Regions from separate parts of the Xenopus tropicalis genome. Here region 1 is linked to region 2. A link is a contact called in public Hi-C data. All regions are on one chromosome and are shown on one strand. The core of a region is the stretch at or near the end of the contact, and the rest is flanking DNA. Distances in the headings are between cores, read along the strand shown.

Region 1 (4,916 bases), core at 1,763-4,262, 84 kb after region 2:
TCAAATCAAATGATCTGCTATTGATACTTAAGGAGCAACGTGAAACCCCACATGTCCTTAAAGGGGAACACCACCCAAAAATGTCATTCCAAGCAACTTTCCAATATACATCAAGTAATATTTTTGCTGCCTTTACAGTCATTTATAAATGCAATGGCTATTTAGAGCAGTATCTGTCTGGCTGTTTCAATTCAATGTTCTGACTCCTGAAACAGTGTAGCAGAAACCAGCTGATAGAACTGAAGGGGAACTGACTTTTGCTGTATTGTTTCAAGAGTCATAACAAGAGAACACAAATGGGTAAACAAATAATGTTTTCTTTTTTTTTTATTATGCAAAATAGCAGGTTTTAGGTAAAGTTCCCCTTAAAAGTATTTTAATAATATGTATATATGTATGACATGTATTCCATATTTTATAGTAGGGATAGGCATAAAAACTGCAACTTCTGCCATGGCATCCTGCACCAGGAATGCTAGCAGTTCATCCTGCACCAGGAATGCTAGCAGTTCATCCTGCACCAGGAATGCTAGCAGTTCATACTGCACCATTAATGCTAGCAGTTCATTCTGCACCAGGAATGCTAGCAGTTCATCCTGCACCAGGAATGCCAGCAGTTCATCCTGCACCAGGAATGCCAGCAGTTCATTCTGCACCAGGAATGCTAGCAGTTCATCCTGCACCAGGAATGCTAGCAGTTCATCCTGCACCAGGAATGCTAGCAGTTCATCCTGCACCAGGAATGCTAGCAGTTCATCCTGCACCAGGAATGCTAGCAGTTCATCCTGCACCAGGAATGCTAGCAGTTCATTCTGCACCAGGAATGCTAGCTGTTCATACTGCACCATTAATGCTAGCAGTTCATCCTGCACCAGGAATGCTAGCAGTTCATTCTGCACCAGGAATGCTAGCAGTTCATTCTGCACCAGGAATGCTAGCAGTTCATCCTGCACCAGGAATGCTAGCAGTTCATCCTACACCAGGAATGCTAGCAGTTCATCCTGCACCAGGAATGCTAGCAGTTCATACTGCACCATTAATGCTAGCAGTTCATTCTGCACCAGGAATGCTAGCAGTTCATCCTGCACCATTAATGCTAGCAGTTCATCCTGCACCAGGAATGCTAGCAGTTCATCCTGCACCAGGAATGCTAGCAGTTCATTCTGCACCAGGAATGCTAGCTGTTCATACTGCACCATTAATGCTAGCAGTTCATCCTGCACCAGGAATGCTAGCAGTTCATTCTGCACCAGGAATGCTAGCAGTTCATCCTGCACCAGGAATGCTAGCAGTTCATCCTGCACCATTAATGCTAGCAGTTCATCCTGCACCAGGAATGCTAGCAGTTCATTCTGCACCAGGAATGCTAGCAGTTCATCCTGCACCAGGAATGCTAGCAGTTCATCCTGCACCAGGAATGCTAGCAGTTCATCCTGCACCAGGAATGCTAGCAGTTCATTCTGCACCAGCACCAGGAATGCTAGCAGTTCATTCTGCACCAGGAATGCTAGCTGTTCATACTGCACCATTAATGCTAGCAGTTCATTCTGCACCAGGAATGCTAGCAGTTCATCCTGCACCATTAATGCTAGCAGTTCATCCTGCACCATTAATGCTAGCAGTTCATTCTGCACCAGGAATGCTAGCAGTTCATTCTGCACCATTAATGCTAGCAGTTCATTCTGCACCAGGAATGCTAGCAGTTCATTCTGCACCATTAATGCTACCAGTTCATCCTGCACCAAAAATGCTAGCAGTTCATCCTGCACCATTAATGCTACCAGTTGTAGCTTTGTTGCTGCATCTTATCACCACATAGCAGTGCACACAGAATATTTCTAGGAATAAAAATGACTGCATTCCACAGGACTTGCACTCTAGCCTTTAGTTCCTGAGACACAGGGACCAGATGAGACTTGTCCTACAGGTTAACACATTCATTGAAGTCAGGTTTTCGTGAATGGGAATTCAGTGCCATAGCCGGCGACCTATTTACTGAGCCACACCTTCTCCCTAATGCCTTGTACTGTTCACAAATTGCAGTAAATACCTTAAAAGCAGCCAGGTAAATATAGTTCTTTAACTGATTTAGGCTAATGTTTCCATTACATTAATCTGAACACAATAACATATGCAATGAGCCTGAAGCCTGGAGGCCATGTAGGTTCCTCCTTGGTAACATAAAGTTATATATGAGCGCCACCTATGTACTTTAGGGCGACAGAGCTTGCTTTACCTTTAGCAGAGAGCATGACTGTGCCACTCCTAAAGGGGCAACATCTTCCCTATTAGCCTTTCAAGCTTCCATGAGTCCTAATAGTTTAAAGGGCATGTAAACCCAAAAAGAAAATTGTAATTCAAAGTAACTTTCATTAACCTTTATCAGTGGTTTTAAAGTTATTTGTAAATATAATTGTAATTGAAAGGAGTATGTATGTTCCTTTCCTCACTGCTGATACTGTTGCTTGGAACAATGTAGCAGAAGATAGCATTGCATTGTTTTAACCATCAGAACCACCAGGGCCAGTCTGCTAAACAAATTGGGGGACTCCAATTAATTAATATTAAGCAATGCACTGTTAGCAATCAGGGTAGATGGGTTTGTGGGATGGGTCAGCCTTTCACATGCTAGCTGCACGTGCCTGACAGATCCAACATAAGGATCACCTGATGATAAAGTCTGATAGACTTTTGCTTCTCATTGTCAGACTCATGATGGGAGTTAGATAAAGTCTGTCCCAAAACATCTGCTACAAATCTTTCTTTTAGGTCTGCCTTATGAATACAAGTGATCTGTAATAACTGCAATTTTTCTGGGTCTGCAGATATTCAATTGGACAGATGAGGCAGGTAGGCAAAAGGAGGTGAGCCCAGGGGAATGCTGGGGAAGTGAATCCTCAGGAAGGAATGCCAAGCCTCTGCGGAATGTTCCTTTCTCATTCCAACCTGCAGGCAGAGGGGGAAGGGGCAAGAGATAAAGGAGAGGAAAGGACTGTGTTCTCAGCTCCATGGCTTGCACATTAAGGTTAATTGATGTAGTGTAGTGTTGGGAGGAGGGGGTGTACAACTAGCTACTCGCCCTCATGTGAGGTGCAAGCCCAAAGATTTGTAGCTGTTGCCTATATTTGTTTCATTGACTTCAGTGGAGCAAGTATTCAATATACATCTGTAAGGGCAATGACACAAGGAGGGGTTTTGGCACCCGCAGTAATTCCTGGACAGCAAAGCACCTGAAATATCTTGAGTTGTGGGCAAAGTAAATCACTGAGGGGTTGTCAGTGTTTGCACTATGAATCTTTGCACATTTGTACAATTACACTGACCTACCAGTGTCCATTTATGGCGGCTGCAATGGAAAGATATTGTTGGGTGTTTTGCCAGTGGTGGCAAAACCTTTTTATTATCCCCTACTCCTATGATCTGTTTGTTATGCCTTTTCAACCTGTGTCTAACTCAGGTCTCTCATTGGGTCCTCTATATACCTGGACTTCCCAGCAGCCACAGGGTCCAGCAACTACTAGTTTCTTAATAAGATTATATAAAATCTTTAGGATTATTTGGGATAAATCTGGGTGTAGTTAGTCATAATCTGATGGGCAGGTAAGGCCCAAAGTGAAATGTTGGTAGGAAAATATGTAAGGCGATGTGATTACTAAGAGTGCGACTACACAACACAAGTGCATTATTATAGGTGGTAACTTTGGTTGAGTTGAGACATGAAGTGCCCTCTGCCCAAATTGCATCTGAATTTAATAGAAGCCATTGATGGGATTCCAGAATCTCCCTGTAATCAGTCTTGATATTATGCAAACAGTTTTGCACTGGGTCTAATTAATCAGCAATTAACTGTTTGTTTTTCCCAGGATCCAGGCTTTTATGATCTGTGGATTAAACCAAGCCTTCCTTTCTACTGAGTCTAGGATCTCTTCCATTCATCATCATTGTTATAATTTTTATTTATTTATATAGTGGCATGCAGTTACGCAGCAACCTGGCCTTACAATAAGTTAATAAACAAAGCGTACAAAATAGAAATAGGATCAAAGGGCCCTGCTCACAAGAACTTACAATCTAAAACTAGTGTCACATGGCACAAAGACAAACAACCAGGTAATATTGTCACACAACAACCACCCCCCAACAAACAAAAAAGAGACTAATTTTAATTGCAGGTTGACAACTTGTCAACAGATGCTTGTGAATAACTCATAGAGACATCATTTGGTGCCTTTTGCAATGTTTTTCCAGTGTGATTTATGCATATACAGTCACTTGTGTAATATGGAATATTGTAAGGCATACATAACAAAAAAAACAAAAAACGAACAACAATAAACTGTGTGAGCCTTATCTATAGGAGACTAGAAGAATCCCTTGGATTGCCAAAGGCTTTTAGTTGGCCAGTCCTGGATGAGATTACTTAAGCATTCTGTATGGAAGTGGAAGGGTACTAGAGAAGGTCTCCGTGTCATATAGTGTTACGAGCTTGTGCAGTTCTAATATAGTGCCTTTAGTGCGTGTTATGTTGTATTCTGGCATCCTCAGAATGTGCCTTGGCGCTGTCAGAAGTTACTAAAAATGGTTGTATTCTGTTACCAGCGTGTGGTGGGGTATAGTGCAATTTTCCTGGCATGTGTGACGTTGTGTCTGTGGGTTAGGGTGGGGTGGTCAGGAGTGTAGGGTTAGTGTCATAGTGCTGTGGTTTTAGTGACCTGTATAGTGCAAGTGTTATATTTTATTATTAGGCACTTAATAAACCTATTCCATGTGTTCCTAACAAATTATATCTGCCTCGGAGTTGGGATTGGAGAAGCCAAAGAGCTCTGTTGGTGAACTCTAAGAAGGGTTAGAGGTAGGCCAGTTTGTACACATTTCAGTGCTGTAAGACATTATTTATTGGGCTGGTGGGGGGCTGT
Region 2 (4,392 bases), core at 151-2,650:
AAATCTATTTGAGCCACACGCAGACCATGTGAAGAGAAGCCCATAACCACAGCCATTTCAGCCAGGCCTCATTTGCTTAGCAGCAAAATGAGGATAAATTAGGATACTTATTTTTTAGAGGTCATCCCCAATTGCTGGTCTGCCCTTTTTCAGGTACTCCAGTTTTAAGCTGTGTATATGGTTTTGTGCTCATTCTATTTGAAACATTTAAGGACAACACCTGTTAGAGGATCAGAATCATTTTTGTACAGTACTCCAAAGGCAACAACATACCAGGAAGGTCATAGTAACTGCCCTGCGGCTATTGTGACTGGCATCTCTCACAGAAAACTAAGGGTTTGCAGCCTCAGTAGATGAAGAGCTGTGTTTTGCTCCTCCACTGACCCCACAATGGCACTTGCCCATACTTAATACATCATTTTCTATCAGGGTCAAGTTTTAAGAATATTTTAAGAATAACATTTTTGTATAAAAACTTAGTTTTTTGTGCCAGTCTGGTATGTACAGTGTAATTTGTATTTCATGTGTCCCAGTGTGTGACCAGATCCTGCCAGCTGGCTGTACAATAAGTGATCTCTATGTAGAACTTACTCACTATCCATATCAGTATTGGATCAAAAAGGCAGCCTTTATATTGCGATTAAAAAATCAGGTGTGTGTATATATGGGTGGAGGAAGAAAAAGGAGAAATGGAAAAATAAAATGGGTTCAGTAAGACAGTCTTGCTGTGAATGTCATAGCTGAATTTCAGGTAACGTGAGAGGTGGAATGTTTTCATGGAATGTTTTGACGCTATTTTCATCTTTGTCACATGTGTCAGGGCACAGGGGCAATGGGGATCGAGTGTCTAAGAGACATCCAAGGGACACTAAGAGAAAGAGGTTCAGGAAAGGAGTGTTTATGGTTGCTATAAAAGCCAAACCTTGTTCAACGAGGGCCACGGTGGCACCCAGGAAACCAGCAGTCCCATTGACAGCAGTACCCCCTTATCCTGTAAAATACTGCGGCAGTGCAATAGTGGGGTTCTTTCTCCAACCACATAGTTTTTACTTAACAAAAGTGGACACTACTTGCATTACCACCACTTACACTATTTCTCACAAAAAGGAGTGCCTTATGAGCTTGCACATATGTAACAACAGGTGAGGAGCTGAATCTGTCTGAATACAAATAAGCAGCTTCCTTAAATGTGTGTGAGCTGCCATACTTCCTGGGAGACAACTTAATTGTATACATATGTGCCAAATGTGTGTGCCCTCCCCCATGCAGAAATAATGGCCCACTGGTATTCTATTTAGGCCTTAAAGCAGAAAGGCAATTCTCACACTGTTATCCTATTTCCTGGTCCAGGAGAGTTACATTCCTAATGTGCTGGAGGAGGGGCAGCTTTAGGGCAAACAACAAAGTACTCTCACCACCCTCATCACTCACCTCAGCAATGTACAGGCAGGCCTAAGCATGTATACGGAGCACACTATGTACAGCAGGAAGCTAAGGGGTTAAAGTCATTTAAAAGCTATGATTATACTAAATATTACACTCAAAGTAACTGTAATTATCATGTCTCGGGATATACCATACATGCTATTGGGTGAGAGTGCAGTTGTTCAATAAGGAATTAGCCCCAGTGTAGTACCTATCTACACTGTGACTTAAAGTTAATGCAAATTCGTTGGGGGGGGGGGTAACTATGTGTCAGATATGGTGCTCCCTGTTTTTGGAGCTTTTTGAATTTTCTCCCAAACCGCAAAGTATGAGGATACATGCCTCAGTCAGTCAAAGCCGAGGTAGGCTTCGGCCTGAATAAAACAATTAACAAATTGCCCCTTGGATTTACATTCAAGAGTTAAGGGTCAAAAGGCAATGTCTGCAAGTAGGAAATCGTACTGGATTCCCACAGTAGTTTTTTTTCTGCTGATTACTGCAAATGGCAATTGTCTTTCAAAAGAGAATTTGCCTTTCATTAGCCAGCATACATACTCTGTATTTTGTGAGAAATTGCCGACCTCTTCAGTTTACTTGGGGTCTTGCCAGGATTAGCAACAGGGCAGAGCAGGATAAAATAAATATATAAAACATATAATAATGGGTCACAATTACATTACTTATCAACAGGAGCACAGTCTGTGTTGAGAAAGGGGCTTCCTGTCCTGAGGAGCCCCTAGTGCTGACTGCTCCTGGTCTAATGAAAATATTGAACACATCACTTCATGTTAGACTTATATTTACACAGATATAAGATAAAAAGGATCTTTGTACAGGATAACCTTTGTCCATAAGTGAATGCAAACCAAATGTAACACAATACATTTCCCTTTCAACCACACCAGTTACTTCATTCCAGTTCCTTGCTACACTGTGGTTCAAAGTAGGTAATGGTTACATTACTTTCTGGTTAAAAACGAAAGAATGAAAATACAGATTGCTACAGTTCACCATGGGTCAATCACTTGTGTGGGATTTTGGAGTTTTTTTTTCAACTGCCCTTAAGTTCTTTCATAAATATACTTTTAGGTAGAAGTGCAGTCCATGCACTAGATCACCAGTTGGTGCACTGAGCACCAGTCCACAATACTCACCATGTGGGGTGCACTATGTCTTAGCTAATGTAAAGAAACCCATTTATACCTATATGTAAACTGAAAGATTATGTTAATGGCATCTAACTGCAAGTACTTAAAGATTATGAAAAATACTGCAACTACAGTTTACTAGTGTTACAAACAACTGCCCCAAACCTTGTGTCTCATATAAATAAAATAACAGTTTAAAAGAAAAGTTTAATGAAACAGCTTTAAAATGCTGTATACCATGCAAGTTATGACATAATGTTGTGTTGAAACATGTTATTGCTATCCTTATAGTTGCTTTGTATTTTAATCCTGATTCCAGGCTACCACTGTGCAACGGTTTGGGGCATCCTTGAAGACAGAAATTTTCATAATAATAATCTTTCATGTATATGGCATAGATATTTTCCACACTCCTGCCCCAGTGGAGTTTACAGTCTAAATTCCCTATCGTACTCACTCAGTTGTTATCAGGACTCATTTAACCGTTTGAGTATAGAAGAAAACCCACCCAAGCATAAGGAGAACATGCAAACTCCCTGTGCCCGGGATGGAATCGAACCTTGAATCCAAGAATTCTTGGCACTGCTCTCTAATATCTATAATCTATATATATTATGTCTAAAACTGTACACAAACCCTAGGCACTAACCCACACTGTGAATGCTTCTGTCTTAGATGGCAAAGCAGTGGAAATAAAAACCATTATGTATCAGTGGATGACTGAAAAGGAAGCAGACTGTAACTAGATGAAAGCAATGGCACACAAACATGCAATTAAATACAGATGAATATACTTTCAATTTAGAGACTTTAGTAGCTCCATAAAGTGTTTGTATCAAACTGCTAAAAATAATAAACACAAGACATAGAGAAGCAGTAAATGCACAAAGGTCTGTAAAATAAATTGCAGCTTTGCTTAGGGCAATGGCACATTGGGCTAAATGCACATGCTCTGATAAGAACTGTATGACAACTGGCTGGATCACTCAGTGACGGAGACTCAAGTGGGATGCAGGGATAGCAACTTTAGGTAATGTAACGCAAGGCATTTTCTGACTTAAAAGCAATCACACCCTTGTTTCCTGGAGCTTGCCATTCATTAAATCCCAGTAGATTTTCAGCTGGTTGAAATACATTTGGCTACAGAGTGCCCATGTGACATTAGCCTTAGCTGTTTCCATCATCATCTCCCTTCTTTGTATGAAAGCCGGAGGGAGGTCAAAAAGACCAAATGCCATTAGTTACACGGCTGCTATGGGCAGTTCCATTTATAGCTCTGTCTAGCGTCCACCGTCCAAGTAACCACTTTCCAAGGAGGTCAGGCACATCCCTATGCTGTTAGGACGACTCCTTTGGGCTTCTCGACTCCTTTGGGCTTCTCGTTTGTGAATTTGGGAGGTGATAAGAAAGGCTGGAACCCAGGGGTCACTTACAAGGCTAAGTATCAGCTAACACCAAAAAATGTGTGAATAGGATCTTACTGTTGGTGGTTACATGCATTTTGATCAATGAGAAGACCACAAAGCCTTTGCGCCATATCAGAGCAAAGGTAGGTACTTCCCATTCAGTTGAAAAATAACTGTACTGCCATATTTCAGATGCTGTACTTACACTTCCCTAAGGACTATTATTTAAAAATACAAAACTGAAATAAAAACAGGAATTTACAAAATATTTCTATGTTCCGTTTTGTGAGAGCACCACCCTATGCGCCCACTTCCTCTTTCCTTGCAGATCCCCCAAAGCCTCAGCCTATGCACACTGCATTTCCAGGAGGGATTTTCTGTTACTCTTGTTACCAGGTGACATTGAGCGAGAA

The links. Hi-C and Micro-C count contacts between places; a contact is called where the count stands out from the background.
Region 1: a Hi-C map of gastrula embryo shows a contact between it and region 2, with 2.6 times the contacts expected there. The contact joins two enhancer-like sites. A contact is called at or near these places in 5 of 5 Hi-C or Micro-C datasets (brain, gastrula embryo, liver and 2 more).

What each region holds. Positions count from the first base shown.
Region 1 is chr4:36,788,914-36,793,829 of UCB_Xtro_10.0, forward strand. No RefSeq gene overlaps it. Among named protein-coding and RNA genes, the nearest start is that of eef1g, 18 kb to the right of the region's middle. Within about 2 kb of position 3,013, at least 5 of the 11 cell types and tissues checked have an H3K27ac peak or open chromatin away from gene starts, as enhancers often do. A contact at or near this core is called in gastrula embryo and neurula embryo, where this site is marked.
Region 2 is chr4:36,706,606-36,710,997 of UCB_Xtro_10.0, forward strand. All of the region lies in intron 1 of ahnak (neuroblast differentiation-associated protein AHNAK), which reads right to left. Among named protein-coding and RNA genes, the nearest start is that of ahnak, 17 kb to the right of the region's middle. Within about 2 kb of position 1,401, at least 3 of the 11 cell types and tissues checked have an H3K27ac peak or open chromatin away from gene starts, as enhancers often do. A contact at or near this core is called in gastrula embryo and neurula embryo, where this site is marked.